2 separate regions of the Mus musculus genome follow, and region 2 is linked to region 1. The links are chromatin contacts, called in public promoter capture Hi-C maps. All regions are on one chromosome and are shown on one strand. Each heading gives the region's core, a stretch centred on a gene start, on an enhancer-like site or on the middle of the called end of the contact. The rest is flanking DNA. Distances are from core to core; before and after follow the strand shown.

Region 1 (6,632 bases), core at 3,449-5,948:
GGTAACACAAGGTTTGGTGCACCAGACCCTGGTGGAAGGGATGAGCTTGGCTCTTTGCATTCCCATCTGCCCACCATCGACTGCACACTGTAGAGGTGTTTGCATGAAGCCCCTAACACACAAGCTTGCTTTGTCCTCAACACCCTCTTTAAGGTTTTCTTTGCACAGTGCTCCCAGGGTTCCAGGCTGGAGGATGGGGGAGAACTCATCTTTGCTCTTGGTGAGCTTCTAGCTTTAAGAGCAAAGCTGGGCACACACACACACACCGATCACAAACAGAGAGACATATCCTAAAACACTACTACATACAAAAATTTTGTTTGTGGACACATTCCAAAAGCTTGGCACATAGTAGGTGCTCAATAAATGTCTGCTGAATGAATGCAGTGAGTACAAGCTACACATTAAGTTTTGAGTAATCGGATCATCAAAGCTTGGTGGCCAGTTGTACAAAGCTTTGTGGTCAGATGGGGTGGGGTCACACGAAGCAGACCAGGAAGTGGCCATTTCTAGGGGTGGGGTGGGAAGAGTGATGCTGCTTGCTGAGGCCGGAAGATGAAGTAAGAGAAATGTATTCTGACCAAAGAGAGCTGGCCAGTGTGGCAAGGATGAAGGAGGCCTGATTCCAGCGCCTGGGCTCTGCTGAAGGATGAAGGAGGTCTGCTTCCAGAGTCTTAGCCTCTGCTGCATAGCAGTCTCTCTCTGTGTCTGTGTCTGTGTCTGTGTCTGTGTCTGTGTCTGTGTCTGTGTCTGTGTCTGTGTCTGTGTCTGTGTCTGTGTCTGTGTCTGTGTGTCTGTGTCTGTGTCTGTGTCTGTGTCTGTGTCTGTGTCTGTGTCTGTGTCTGTGTCTGTGTCTGTGTCTGTGTCTGTGTGTCTGTGTCTGTGTCTGTGTCTGTGTCTGTGTCTGTGTCTGTGTCTGTGTCTGTGTCTGTGTCTGTGTGTCTGTGTCTGTGTCTGTCTCTCTGTCTGTCAATCTGTGTGTCTCTGTGTGTGTGTGTGTCTGTCTGTCTCTCTTTGATCATAGAATTTCATGATCCTTCTTTCAAGGACCCTTAGCCTTACTGGGCTGCTATCCTTGGTTCTGTCTCCCTACTAAGTCCTCTCTGAGTCCTCCTGCTTCCGCCTGTGAAAGCCCATCCTCGCCCTTCCCAGAGAGCCTCCCTTGCCCTTCCTGGAAGGGCAATGCAGTCAGGCATTCCTCTGCACCTGACATGTCTACAAAGTACCCTCTGCATATTCTGACTTTCCTCATCTCCGTGTCTATTTTCCTTGACATGAGAGAGCCCCAGAGTCCTGGTTTCCTTCTTCCATGTAGTCTCTCCTTTCAAGGGAACACGTGTTTGGAGTTTACCTTACATGTCATATCGATCCCAGAGTCCCCAGATGTCCCATTTGCAAGGTATATCTTATCTTTGCTACCCACCCAATTCTTTCCCCAGAAGAGGAAGAGACTGAAATGAGCTTTGAGTAAAGATTTCATGAGATGAAAACGGTCTTATCTGCAGTCACCACAAGACCCACTTGTCCACATAGGCTGGAGGAAGATACTGCTCTCTAGGTCAGACCACTTTGGCCCACTGTCTCCACATACAAGGTGGCCCTTCCAGAAGAGTTTTCTTTTATACAAAGCTTCTTGAAACAAAAGAATTAATGTCTCTTCTGTCAGTGGTATGGCTATTGGCTCTTCCCCTAGGAGGTTCCTTCTCAACCCCTCCAGCCAGCCAACGAGGTCTGGCCTACTCTCAAAGGAAGCAAGAGCTTCCTTTGCACTTCTATTGTGTTAGGAAAGATTACCAAGAGCATCCCCCAACAGTCTCATGGGATATCTGGATACCACCAGCCAGGAGGCTTGGGGATTAGAAGAAATATAAAACAAAACAAAACAAAAAAACCAAAATGAAACAAAACAACAACAAGACATTGCTTAATTTATGACCAAGGCTTTCTTTTTTCAAAATAATACTTTATTTTTCTGAGATAATGTAGTTATATCGTTTCCCTTTCCTTTCTTCTCTCCAAACTCTCCCATGCACACCTTGTCACCTTCAAATTCATGTCTCTTTTTCTTTAATTTTTGTTACACATAGATGTGTATATATACATACATATACATTCTTAAATACATAAATAAGATCTGTTCATATCATATGTTACTTGTATGCATGTTGTCAGGGCTGACCATTTGACATTGGGCCATCCATTGCTGGTCCTTCCAATCTCTCTCTGGTTTCCTAAGTTGCCTTTAATTTGTTTGTCAAGGGTTGAGGCCTTGTGGGATTTCCTCTGTATCCATTCACATGTCTACTGTGCCATCTTTCAGCTCCTGTTTAGCCATCTGTGTTGGCGAGACTTCATGCAGCGTCTGACATTTCTAGGAGGCACAGTCTCTCAACAAATTTCCTAGTCTTCTGACTCTTTCAAATCTTTCTCCCCCCCCCCCACCTCCCACAAGATCCTTGAGCCTTACGGACAGAGGTTGTTGCAGTGAGTCAGTTGGAACTGGGGATCCATAACTCTGCATTTTGGTTGGTTGTGTGGGCAAAGGATTTCTGATTCTCTTCTAAGACCAAGTGAAAAACACAAATCTGAACGATTTTCCAATGGATGACGTTTGGATCTTCTGAGCTTTCCTTTCTGTTAGAGTCGCTGCTTAAGGATTGGTCAAGATGAAGGTTTGTGAGGACATCTTTCCTTAGGCTGTTGGACTGGACTGGGGAGGAGATGGACATGAGGGTCTTTCCTAGAGTAAAGGCCATGGTCCTTTCTTCTCCTGGGACAGGCCCATTCAGTAGAATAATGGTGTTCCCAATAATAATTGGATACTTTCTATGGGCCAGATGCTGTGTTAAGTATGACCTGTGTATTATTTTATGAACTCCTACTACTCTTTCAAGATATGCCCATTACTGGTAATTGAACATAAGGGTTTGGGGATGTGAGTGAGTGCACCCCACCAAAGCTGTCAACATATCCCCAACAGCAACTGCACAACAACAAACCCACGTCTGTTTGTGCCCTTGGAGTGGATCAGGCTCAGGCCCAAGTACTTAGTGAAGATTAATTCTTTAATCCTCACAACAACATTATGAGATGGGTATTATCCTCATCTTACAAGTCATAATGGAGGCTCAGAGACGCTAAGTAGCTGCCTGGAGTTATCTGGTAAGGTAGCGTGGTGGAGCCTGGATTTAAAACTAGGTACTTTGGAATCTGACTCTGTGTCCTCAACTGGTATAACGTGTATTTCCACTTTTCAAAAATTGCAGCTCCAGAAGGAATAATTGTATGTAATGACACAATAAACACCAGGCATACATGGCTGACCCAGAGGGTCAGGGCACAGTCGTGACATAAGCAAAACAATGATGTGTTCTGTTCTGCTCTGGCTGGCTTTGTTCTAGACTGTTCTGTGACTGAAAATGATGGTTCTCCCCATTGGAGGGAAACAACATGAACTCTTGAGAAAACACTGCTCAGAGCGGCTGAAAAGGATTGGGGCACAGCCTATCGCACCGTGCTCTGGAGTTTACAGAGCCTGTACGTACCCCTTCAGACTTCCAAGACAGGCAGGGGAGGTGAAGCCTCTGCCAGACTTCAGCATAGTGAAGCACCTGCTTCAGGGTCAGAGGTAGTCAGGGCTGCGCCTCTGGCCTACCCAGCTCTTGTTTGTTCAAGGCCCATGCTGGATGGGTAACGCTAGATGCTACAGTTATGTCTTAATGACCATCAAAGCCACTGGCAAGCTGATGTTACAAAGTGGGAGGGTCATTGGGGAAGGTTAGGGGGTTCATGGTATGAGAAGGAGAGGTGTTCATAGTGCAGCAAGTATCAGAGGCTCGACTGACAGTTGGAGACTTCATGATCTTTTCATGTCACCTACTGGATTTTACATACTGAGTCAAATACTGTGTAGATACCCACAGCAAGGTCACCCCACGGATGACATAAGAACCTGAGGTGAAATGAAGACCTTAGATACTCAGCAATGTTGGGATTTTCTGGGGCCAGTGAGCCAGAGAGCACTTAGGCCTCAGGGAAGATGGAAGGAAGACATTCCCTTGGTCCTAGATAGCCAAGATGGACTAGGTATTGTTTGTGTCCACAGATGTGTGTGTGTCAAACAGAGACATGTAGCCTATTAGTTCGTGGAAATTGTGTGTAAGAAAGGGAAGGATAAGGATCAGTGGGCTTGAGAGATGGAGGAGGTAGAAGGTGACTAACTTAACTGTTATCCAGATATGGAGCTTTAAGGGGCACGGAGAAGAACTATGCAAGTGGGGCATCTCACCTAACACACCACCAGTTCCATGCCACCCGCATCCCTAGCTGGGCTGTGTCAGGACCTCGGACAGCGGTGCCGCCATTTTTTTTCAGTCCCTGATTGGAACAACAGCTCCGCCCCTTTTCATTTTCCTTGTAGCATGAGTCACCTACACTGTCTCTCCAGCTTCGTTTCTGTGTGTTGGGCACAGGAGCAGGGCATGGAGGGGGTGAGCTGGCCCTTTGAAGGAGGAAATTGAACAGTTTAGGGCAAAGGACCACAAACACCAGCAAATGGTCACCAATTTAGCACATTTAAGGAGGAGCCACAGCAACTAAACAAGCCAAGCTCATAAAGCCATCTAATTGCTTCAGACCACGTGGTCACAGTCAGGGTCCCCACATATATAAAAGGCCAACAAACCTAAAGAGGTAAACACTGAATTCACGTCCACTTTACCCTCCACCTGGACGTCTCCAGTTTCAGAGTTGCCCTTCTCCCTAAATAACCATGACTTGCGGATCCTACTGTGGTGGCCGTGCCTTCAGCTGCGCCTCAGCCTGTGGGCCCAGGCCCGGCCGCTGCTGCATCTCTGCAGCTCCCTACAGGGGCATCTCCTGCTACCGAGGACTCTCAGGGGGCTTCGGCAGCCAGAGTGTCTGTGGGGCCTTCCGCTCTGGCTCCTGTGGACGCAGCTTCGGGTACCGCTCTGGAGGCATCTGCGGGCCCAGCCCACCCTGCATCACCACAGTCTCTGTCAATGAGAGCCTGCTCACACCCCTGAACCTGGAGATCGACCCCAATGCTCAGTGTGTGAAGCATGAGGAGAAGGAGCAGATCAAGTGTCTCAACAGCAAGTTCGCGGCCTTCATCGACAAGGTCGGTGTCCTGGACCAGCCCCTTCCCGGAGCACAGCATGTCACAGCCAAGGCCAGGCACTGAGGGAACAGGAGGCAGAAAGCCCACTCATATTGAGCCTCTAGTCTCAAGAGAGAGGATGCACAGGGCTCACCTGTGAGTCCTGAGAGGCAGAGCTTATGGCCAAGAGAAGTGGCCAGGCTGTCCTGGGTACAAACTGACTACAGGGAGTCCCAGGGGCTGCAGCATGGAGCTGGGGCAACCCAAGGAGGGAGGCTGCACTTGGGCTGACAGGAAGGGTGCAGACTACTGGAGGGATGGACAGAGGCCTTCCTAGTGAGTGCATCTAAATGGCCTGTGACACCATCTCCCTGGCTCCTTGTCAGTCCCTGGGATGTGACTATGGGTGCTCTGCTTGTGGGGACTCCTGACTTGTTGGCTTCAGAGATCGCTGAGCCCAGCATAGGACAATGAAGTGTCCACCTGGACTCCTGAGTGTAGGCACTGACCATGTCCCTTGTGCCCTCTCCCAGTGGGAAAGTCAGGCAGGACCAAGATAAGGGCTCCTTCCCAGAGTCCCTCTACTTCCTCTCCACCATCAGCCCAGATCTGCCCTGAACCCCTTCTGTCTCCCATGGCAGGTGCGCTTCCTGGAGCAGCAGAACAAGCTGCTGGAGACCAAGTGGCAGTTCTACCAGAACCGCAAGTGCTGTGAGAGCAACATGGAGCCTCTGTTCGAGGGCTACATCGAGGCGCTGAGGCGGGAGGCTGAGTGTGTGGAGGCCGACAGCGGGAGGCTGGCAGCCGAGCTCAACCATGCGCAGGAGTCCATGGAGGGCTACAAGAAGAGGTGAGAATGGCCTGCTGTGGTGCTGGTATAAAATGTGCCGTATATTAAAGCCCAGGTTGTGGAAGTGTAGCCAGGCTGACATCATTGTAGGATCCTGCTGTCTGTGAAATATCTGCACAGATGTTCCTTGGAGAGGATGGGGGAGCGTCAATTTCTGCCTCAGTGTTCCCTCTGCAGAGTGCGACTAACAGCTCTGCCTTCTCTGGGGAGGATAGACACAGCCCCCACTCCAGCTCCTTCTCACTTTGATCTTCTGCACTGTAATCCCTGAACAGATTCTGCTCAGGAAAGTAGGAGGGTCATGAGCCAAGCTGTCTGTCTCACTGCCTTGGGTACTCAGCCCTGAAATCTGGGTCTGTTGATGGGTCTGTTCAGCAGCTGGGCTGGGACTGACATAAATGGGGGGAGGCTGGAGCCGCAGTACCCAACCCCATGATGTTCCCTCCCAGATGAGGTTGGTATCAAATCATCCTCTCCTTCCTGGGTTGTCTTCGGAACAGCACTGGTTCTCTTCTAGCTTTCACCCACTCCCAGATAGCCCAGGTTCCTCCAGAAAGACCTATCAGGACCAAGAGCTCTGAGGGCTCTTTCCCTGAGTTCCCTGCATGGGGTGTGGATTTCAACCACCCATATCATGTCCCCTATTTCTGTCCTAGGTACGAG
Region 2 (7,301 bases), core at 3,630-6,129, 510 kb after region 1:
GTGGCAGATATCTGTCATCCAAGCTCTTAGGAGAGTGAGGATAAGAGGAAAGTGAGTTTTAGACTAACCTGGGCTACACAATAACACACACAAATGCACACACACACACACACACAAACATGTATATAGCCTGTATCTGTAATCAGGAAGTTGACGGCTTACTGCCGGAAACTCTTCTGATGATTTTAGCATGTAATCCAGTTTTCTATGTTGTATAACAAAATATACCAATATTCAGAGGATCTGCCTAATCTTCTGAGTCAGTACTTTCTAGTGGCCAGTGCCTGGTGTTAGAAGATCAAGCTGGGGGGGGGGGGGACACAACTCAAAGTGGTGACAAAGGCCTATAATTCCAGCTCTCTGGAGGCTAAGGCAGAGGATAGACAGTGGAAGACCTGCCTGAGCTAAAGGGTGAGTTCAAGGCCAGTCTGGACAACTTAGTGAAACCCTGACTCAAAAAAAAAAAAAAGAAAATACTTTTTTTAACTAAAAAATTAGATTCAAGACATAGCTCACTGTCAGAACATCAGTCTACTGTATGGGAAGCCCTACATTCCGTCCCTAAAACAGAAAGACTATTATACAAACACAGCATAGATAAAAATGAGAAGATGCAGACTCACAATCGTTTGTCAGTCAGAGAGAGAGAGAGAGAGAGAGAGAGAGAGAACCAGCAGGAAGGTGACAGACTATGACAGTTGTAAGACACGGGAACAAATTGGTCCTGGGTCTGGCCAGATCCACTCAAGACTCAGCCTAAAATCTTAAACTCTCTGCTCTCCAGATAACTCACATAACAGGTCACAGCCGGCTCTTGCCTCTGGGACTAACACCTGGGCTACTTGTGTACATAAAGAGTAACACACAGGGGTGCATGCACACACATACACATGCACACACTCACACATGCATATGCACATACACTCTCTCGAAGGCACACATATGTACATGTATACATGCACACTCACACACAAACATGTGTACACACACACACACACACAGATGCCTTTAGAAAAAAGTCTGAGCACTGGCTCCCATGAGTGTCTTCCCTGAGCACCACATACAAAAGCCACATAGTTCTTGGTGGGGGGAGGGGGTGGCACACAGGACAATCCTTTGAGCACTTGGCCTTCCCACAGACTTGCATCCACTCTAGACCTTCACACAACACCCACTACCCCTTGCCTATATCTATGGATGCCTGGGTATGGCACAGAAGGACTACAGGCATGCATGTGAACCAAATGCATAGACAGTCACAAACACAAGTGTGCCCAGACTCAGAAGTGATGCGTTTCATCCCCACACACAGGAATCCCTACAGGACACAGCGCTGCCACACACACACACACACACACACACACACACACACACACACACAACTTTTCTTCCACCTTGGCAAAAGCAAAGCCCAGACTTGCCCCATCACCTCTCCTCCCTCCCTGCTGGAGACGGGCCTGCCCTACCTGCCCCAGCCTGCTTGGGTGGGGCCCCACCTGCTCTCAGGACCAGATGCCAGCTCAGCACAGGGCAGGCTGCCCATGCTCCAGCACGTCGGCCGTCCCACCCCCTCCTCTGCCTGCCACCTCAGCATCTGGCCTGGGCCAGATGGGGCTGGCCCTTGTCAGCAGGCCAGTAGTGGGAAGGGAAACAGGTACTCGACAGCAGGGTTGGGGGCCTGAAGGAGAAGCCATGCTGGCTAGGTAGACCCCTCAGGAAAGAGTCACTCAGCTCAGAACTCCCCTTCTCTGAGGCCTTCCTTTTCTTCTGATGGACCCCTTTCCACTAGAGCTGATCCCCCCAGTCTCAAGTAGCTTCCTGGTGACATAAAGCAAACACTCAAAGCTATGCTAAGCCTAGGAGACACTGCCCCAGAAGCAATGTCCTCTCCCAGACCAGCTGCTGAACCAGGAGGAGAAGCACAGAGCCATGAGAACCAAGGTCTGCTGAGACCTGCTGCCCAAGAGGAAGTGGGCCATGAAGAAATTCTAAGAACAACAACAATCATGTAGTTGGGAAGATGGCTTAGTGGGCAAAATTAATTCCCCAAACCTTCTCCTTCTTCCTTTCCCTCTTCCTCTCCCCCCCCCCACACAGATATACACACTCACACATGTACACTCACTCACACACACATATACATACTCCTACACACATAAACACACACATATTCATAGATACACATTCATACACATACATATACATACACACACATACACATTCACACACTTGTACATACACATATACACATACATACACATATTCATACATTCGCACTCTCTCACACACACATATACACACACACATATATATACACACTGTCAATACACATACATGTATATATACAAACATGCACATATATACACACATATACACACATACATGCTTACCCACACTTACACATATACACACTCATACGTACACACTCTCTCTCTCTCTCTCACACACACACACATATATATATATACACACTCTCAATACACATACATGTATATATACACACATGCACATATATACACACATATACACGCATACATGCTTACCCACACTTACACATATACACACTCATACGTACACACTCTCTCTCACACACACACACACACACACACACACACACATATGCATACACTCACATCCCAGTGCTGGAGGAGAGGCAGAGCAATGACAGAATGATAGAAGAGGAATCAGAAAGGGCTGGGTTCAAGACACAGAAAATGGGGCTGGAGAGATAGCTCAGTTGTTACAGCCTGCTCTTCCAGAGGACCAGAGTTCAGTTCCCAGCACAGACATCATGTGGCTCTCAACCACCAGTTCCAGAGGATCCATCAGACCTATTTTGGCCTCCACAGGCACATGCACACACACAAACACACATTCACACACATGTACACACACTCACACACATATACATACACACATGTACACATATTCATACATTCATACTCTCACACACATACTAACATATATACACACACACATATATATATACACATACTCACACACATGCATACACATTCACACATGCACACATTCACATATTCATACTCTCATACATGCACACATGTGCACACATACATACATACACTCACACATACATGTACACACACACACTTTTTTCTTTTTTCTTTCTTTTTTTTGTTTTTGTTTTGTTTTTTTGAGACGGGGTTTCTCTGTGTAGCCCTGGCTGTCCTGGAACTCACTCTGTAGAACAGGCTGGCCTTGAACTCAGAGATCCTCCTGCCTCTGCCTCTCAAGTGCTGGGATTAAAGGCGTGTGCCACCACTGCCCGGCTCACACTTTTTTCAAGAGTCAGGAAAGTCCCTCGCACAACACTGGGTGACACTGTGGGTTCCTCTGCACTCACATTGCTGGTTGTCAATCAAGCAACACAGTGTAGCAGCCCCACTGCAGGCCTTAGGCTGGATCCCACTTCAGTAGCATCACACTCCGGATGAAGCTCTGTGCCCTATGCAGTGCTTCTCTCTGTGCAAGTAACAAATGTCTCTCTCATATGTTTGCCTTTGTTCTCTGATTCAATATGAGCATGTCTGTATGTGCCTGCCTATACCTGTCTGTACCTGTGCACATACAACCTCTACAAAAGCTTGCCTCTGGTCCCAAAGGCACGTGGTACTCAAGCACACGTACACACGTGCTCACACACACACATGCGTACACACACGCACACGTACACACGCACATGCGTACTTGCAAACGCACATGCGCACTCACACGTACACACACATATGTGCACACACACGCACATATACACGCACGCACGCTCACGTGCACGTGCACATACAAGTTCACTCCCTGCCAAGCTTCCCTGGATGGGAAGGCTGTAGCTCCAGAGGGCAAAGGAGATGCTTCCATTTAGACAGCAGGTGTTCAAGACCACCTCTCTCCTGCCAAGCACCCCTCCCCTCACACAGGTCCTGTCCTAGCTCCGTGTGAGTTAAGGGATGAGAGCCTTGTGGTAGATACAGGAAATGCAGGCACAGCCTCCAGGGCCATAAGACTTACAGAGAGGGTCATCTCTGAACTAAGAGACCAAGTGCCCACCGAATGGACAGGCAAGGCATTGGAAGTGTATTTGGGGTCAGGCATACACAGCCGCAAAGAGCAGATAGTGCGTGGTTCCTTCGAGGATCCTGACAGGAGCCCGGCTGCTTTTGGCAGCAGAGAGAAAGGAATGGCTGCATACGTGGTCTCCAGTCACGTGAGGCAGGCCCTTACGCTAGTGGCTTCCTGTGTGTTCCTACTCAGTAAAACGGAGTCACACACACTAAACTGGGAAGCAAAACATTTAAGGTCCACTCTGGCATGACCCCAACTGTCCTCTCTGAGACCCCAGGACTACAGGGAGCTGGACCTGTGATCTGGGGACTCACATAGGCCAACTAAGCCCTAGTAACTCAGGTGTGCCCTTCTGATGCCGCCATGCTTGTGCCCCCTGGAGCCTGGTCTACCTCCTTCTCCATCCGCCAGCCTTAGGAGGCATGGACCTCCAGCCTCAGCCTCCGAAGGCTCTAAAAATGTTGCTTGGCTCCAGGAGCTAGGTGCTGCCTCCTGCTGGACAGATGGGGAACAGCTAGCAAGTGAGGCAATGTGGCTACAAGCCCTTGGTGCCTCTCCTCTGGTATTTAAACCCGCAGTGCACACTTTCCTTCACAAACAAGGCTGCCCAGGACATCTCACATCTCTTGGCATTCAGCTCCACCTCCCACCCACACTACAACAATGCAAGGTGTGGGACTCCCGTGGATAGAGACTAAAATCCACACAAATGTCACTCACCACGTCACGTCCTACCCAAAACAATAGGAGCTTCCCCTGATTAGCACAAAACATGCCTCTGTAGCCAATGATAGGCTGTGACCAGGACCCGCCCCGATCTCGCTCATGGAATGGGAGCTGCACGTGGCTGGCAAGCTTGGCTCTGGGTTTCAGAGCAGTTTCCTCCGTGCTCCTCTGCTGCCCTCTAGTGGAAAGATGGTGTACTTCCGGTGTACTCAAAAAAACGTCCCTCCATCGCACAGCCTTTCAGGATCTAGACACCCTGAGCAGCAGACTGGGAGGAAACGTTGAAAATCCAAGAGCTTGGAAGATAGGTCACATCCTGGGAGCCATCGGTTTGACAGAAGACAGGTCTGGCCATTGGATTCTCTCATACAGATGTCAACCTGTGCAGAAGGCTCTCTAATGAAGTATTTAAGAACCCCAAAACGTGCATTCCTAGAACAAAACTGATTTTCTCTGGAATTAAGAAAGGAGAAATAGGGCTGGAGAGATGGCTCCGCGGTTAAGAGCACTGACTGATCTTCCAGGGGTCAGGAGTTCAGTTCCCAGCAACCACATGGTGGCTCACGGCCATCTGTAATGGGATCTGATGCCCTCTTCTGGTGTGTCTGAAGACAGTGACACCTTTAACTTTCTGAAAGGCATTTTAGTGCAGTTTATGTATAACGCTAAACAAAGACCACCGAGGTTTTTTTTTTTTTAATAGCTAGCCCAGGCTCCCTCTGCTGCATTTCTGTGTCCTGAATCCTCACCCACCCACCCCACTCCAAGCACTGTGCCCCAAGACCAGCAGTGATTCTCAAAAAAAGAGAGGAGCCAGGTTTTGCCGTGTGTTCCTGTTCAGGGTCCTGTAGAGCTGTCACCGAGGCAAGCTTGTCCCTCTGGCCTCTGTGTCCCTGCTTAGAGTCAATTTCCAGAAACAGTTTCTAGTGACCCATTCGAGGATGGCCAAGATGGAGTCCTTAAATATTTGGACTAGTGGCTAGCATTTTAAAATCAGGTTTCAGGCTGGAGAGATGCTCGGAGTTGAGGGCACTGGCTGCCCTTCCAGAAGACCCGAGTTCAATTCCCAGCCCCCACATGGCAGCTCACAACTGTCTGTCCAGCTTCAGCAGATCCAACACCTCACATAGACAGGCAGGCAAAACACCAATTTACATAAAATAAAAATAAATAATTTTTAAATAAATAAATATAGAAATCTGGTTTCATATAAAATTTCAGGTCTCTACTGCAAAGTTGAAACTTGTGGCCACTCTGGAACCAGATTCCTTGGCAGAAACCAGGAAAGACCACAAAAAACGAGGGCTGTGGCTGCCCACTCTCCTTAGCATTGAAAGATGCTGGTGGACACTGGCCAGACAGAAGAATAAGCCATAAATGAGAGCCACCAGTAGAACTTTGTGAGAGACTCACTGTGTATCTCTGGCTGTCCTGGAAATCACTGTAGTCTCCAACTCACAGAAATCCACCTGCATCTGCCTCCTGAGTGCTGGAATTAAGGTGTGTGCCGCCACTTCTAGCTTATAATCTTTCTGGCTTGTTTTAGACAGGGTCTCAGCCTAGGCTCACCTCGATCACTGGAGCTTCAACCCCCAAGTGCTGACACGGCAGACCTGGGACAATATGTACTGAGAAATTAAGTTTAAAATAATACTTTATATAACCCCATGTATCTTAAGTCTGAGTCTACATGCAACCAACCTACAAACATAAGTATGTGTGTGTAGTATATGCTCATGTAGATATGTACACATGTCCATACAGAGGTGGCTGTGGCTGTGACTGTGGGTGTGTACATGCATGTGTGTATGTACAAGTGTCTGTGCATGTGTGTGTGTGTGTGCACTTGTTTCTGTGATGCATGTATTTGCATGTGTGTGCATGTGTATATGTGCATTGTGTAGTGTGTACATGTGTGTATGTGCATGTATGTGCATTTGTATATGTACATATGTGTGCATGTGTGTGCATATGTATATGTGTATGTGTGTGTGCATGTGTGTGCACATGTGTATGTGCATTGTATATGTGCATGTGTGTGAATGTGTATGTGCATTGTATATGTGTGTGTGTGTTTGTGTGTGTGTGTGTGTGTGTGTGTGTGTGTGTGTGAAGACCAGAAGTTAACATCAGGTGTCTTCCTCTATGACTCTCCACCTTACTTTTTTTATTTTTATTCTTTTACACTTATATTGTGCAGACATACTTGTGTGGGCACACATCTGCCACAGCTCACATGTAGAGGTCAGAGGACAACTTCTGGGAATTGATTCTTTCCCCTCCACCATGTGAGTTCCAGAGATTCAGCTCGGAGTGGCATCAGGTAGGAGCACCTCACCTGCTTAGCCATCTCACCAGCCCCTCTACCTGAGACAGGGCTTCTTGCAAACCTGCAGTTTATTCTCCTAGGCTTCCTGGCCAGTAAGTACCATACATGCTCCCATCTCCACCTCTACCTACCCCCTCAGCACCGATTACAGGTGGAGCACACATGCATA

The links. Promoter capture Hi-C pulls out the DNA fragments that hold promoters and counts their contacts.
Region 2: a promoter capture Hi-C map of embryonic stem cells shows a contact between it and region 1, with 7 times the contacts expected there. The contact joins the enhancer-like site here to the promoter of Krt86 in region 1. A contact is called at or near these places in 21 of 39 promoter capture datasets (the 3T3-L1 cell line, the C10 cell line, the HPC-7 cell line and 13 more), 3 of 15 datasets of contacts at CTCF or cohesin (the NIH/3T3 cell line and large pre-B cells), 1 of 484 Hi-C or Micro-C datasets (the AML12 cell line), 17 of 115 datasets of contacts at active chromatin or transcription factors (Th17 cells, acute myeloid leukemia, astrocytes and 10 more) and 2 of 9 other capture datasets (adipose tissue and liver).

The regions. Positions count from the first base shown.
Region 1 is chr15:101,468,780-101,475,411 of GRCm38.p6, forward strand. It overlaps Krt86 (keratin 86), which reads left to right and starts at 4,699. Exons shown (of 9, transcript NM_010667.2): 1 at 4,699-5,140; 2 at 5,761-5,969; 3 at 6,626-6,632. The coding sequence starts at 4,772.
Region 2 is chr15:101,979,537-101,986,837 of GRCm38.p6, forward strand. It overlaps a transcript of Krt78 not described here. Among named protein-coding and RNA genes, the nearest start is that of Krt8, 21 kb to the right of the region's middle. Within about 2 kb of position 4,880, at least 318 of the 459 cell types and tissues checked have an H3K27ac peak or open chromatin away from gene starts, as enhancers often do. A contact at or near this core is called in the AML12 cell line, the HPC-7 cell line, the NIH/3T3 cell line and 18 more, where this site is marked.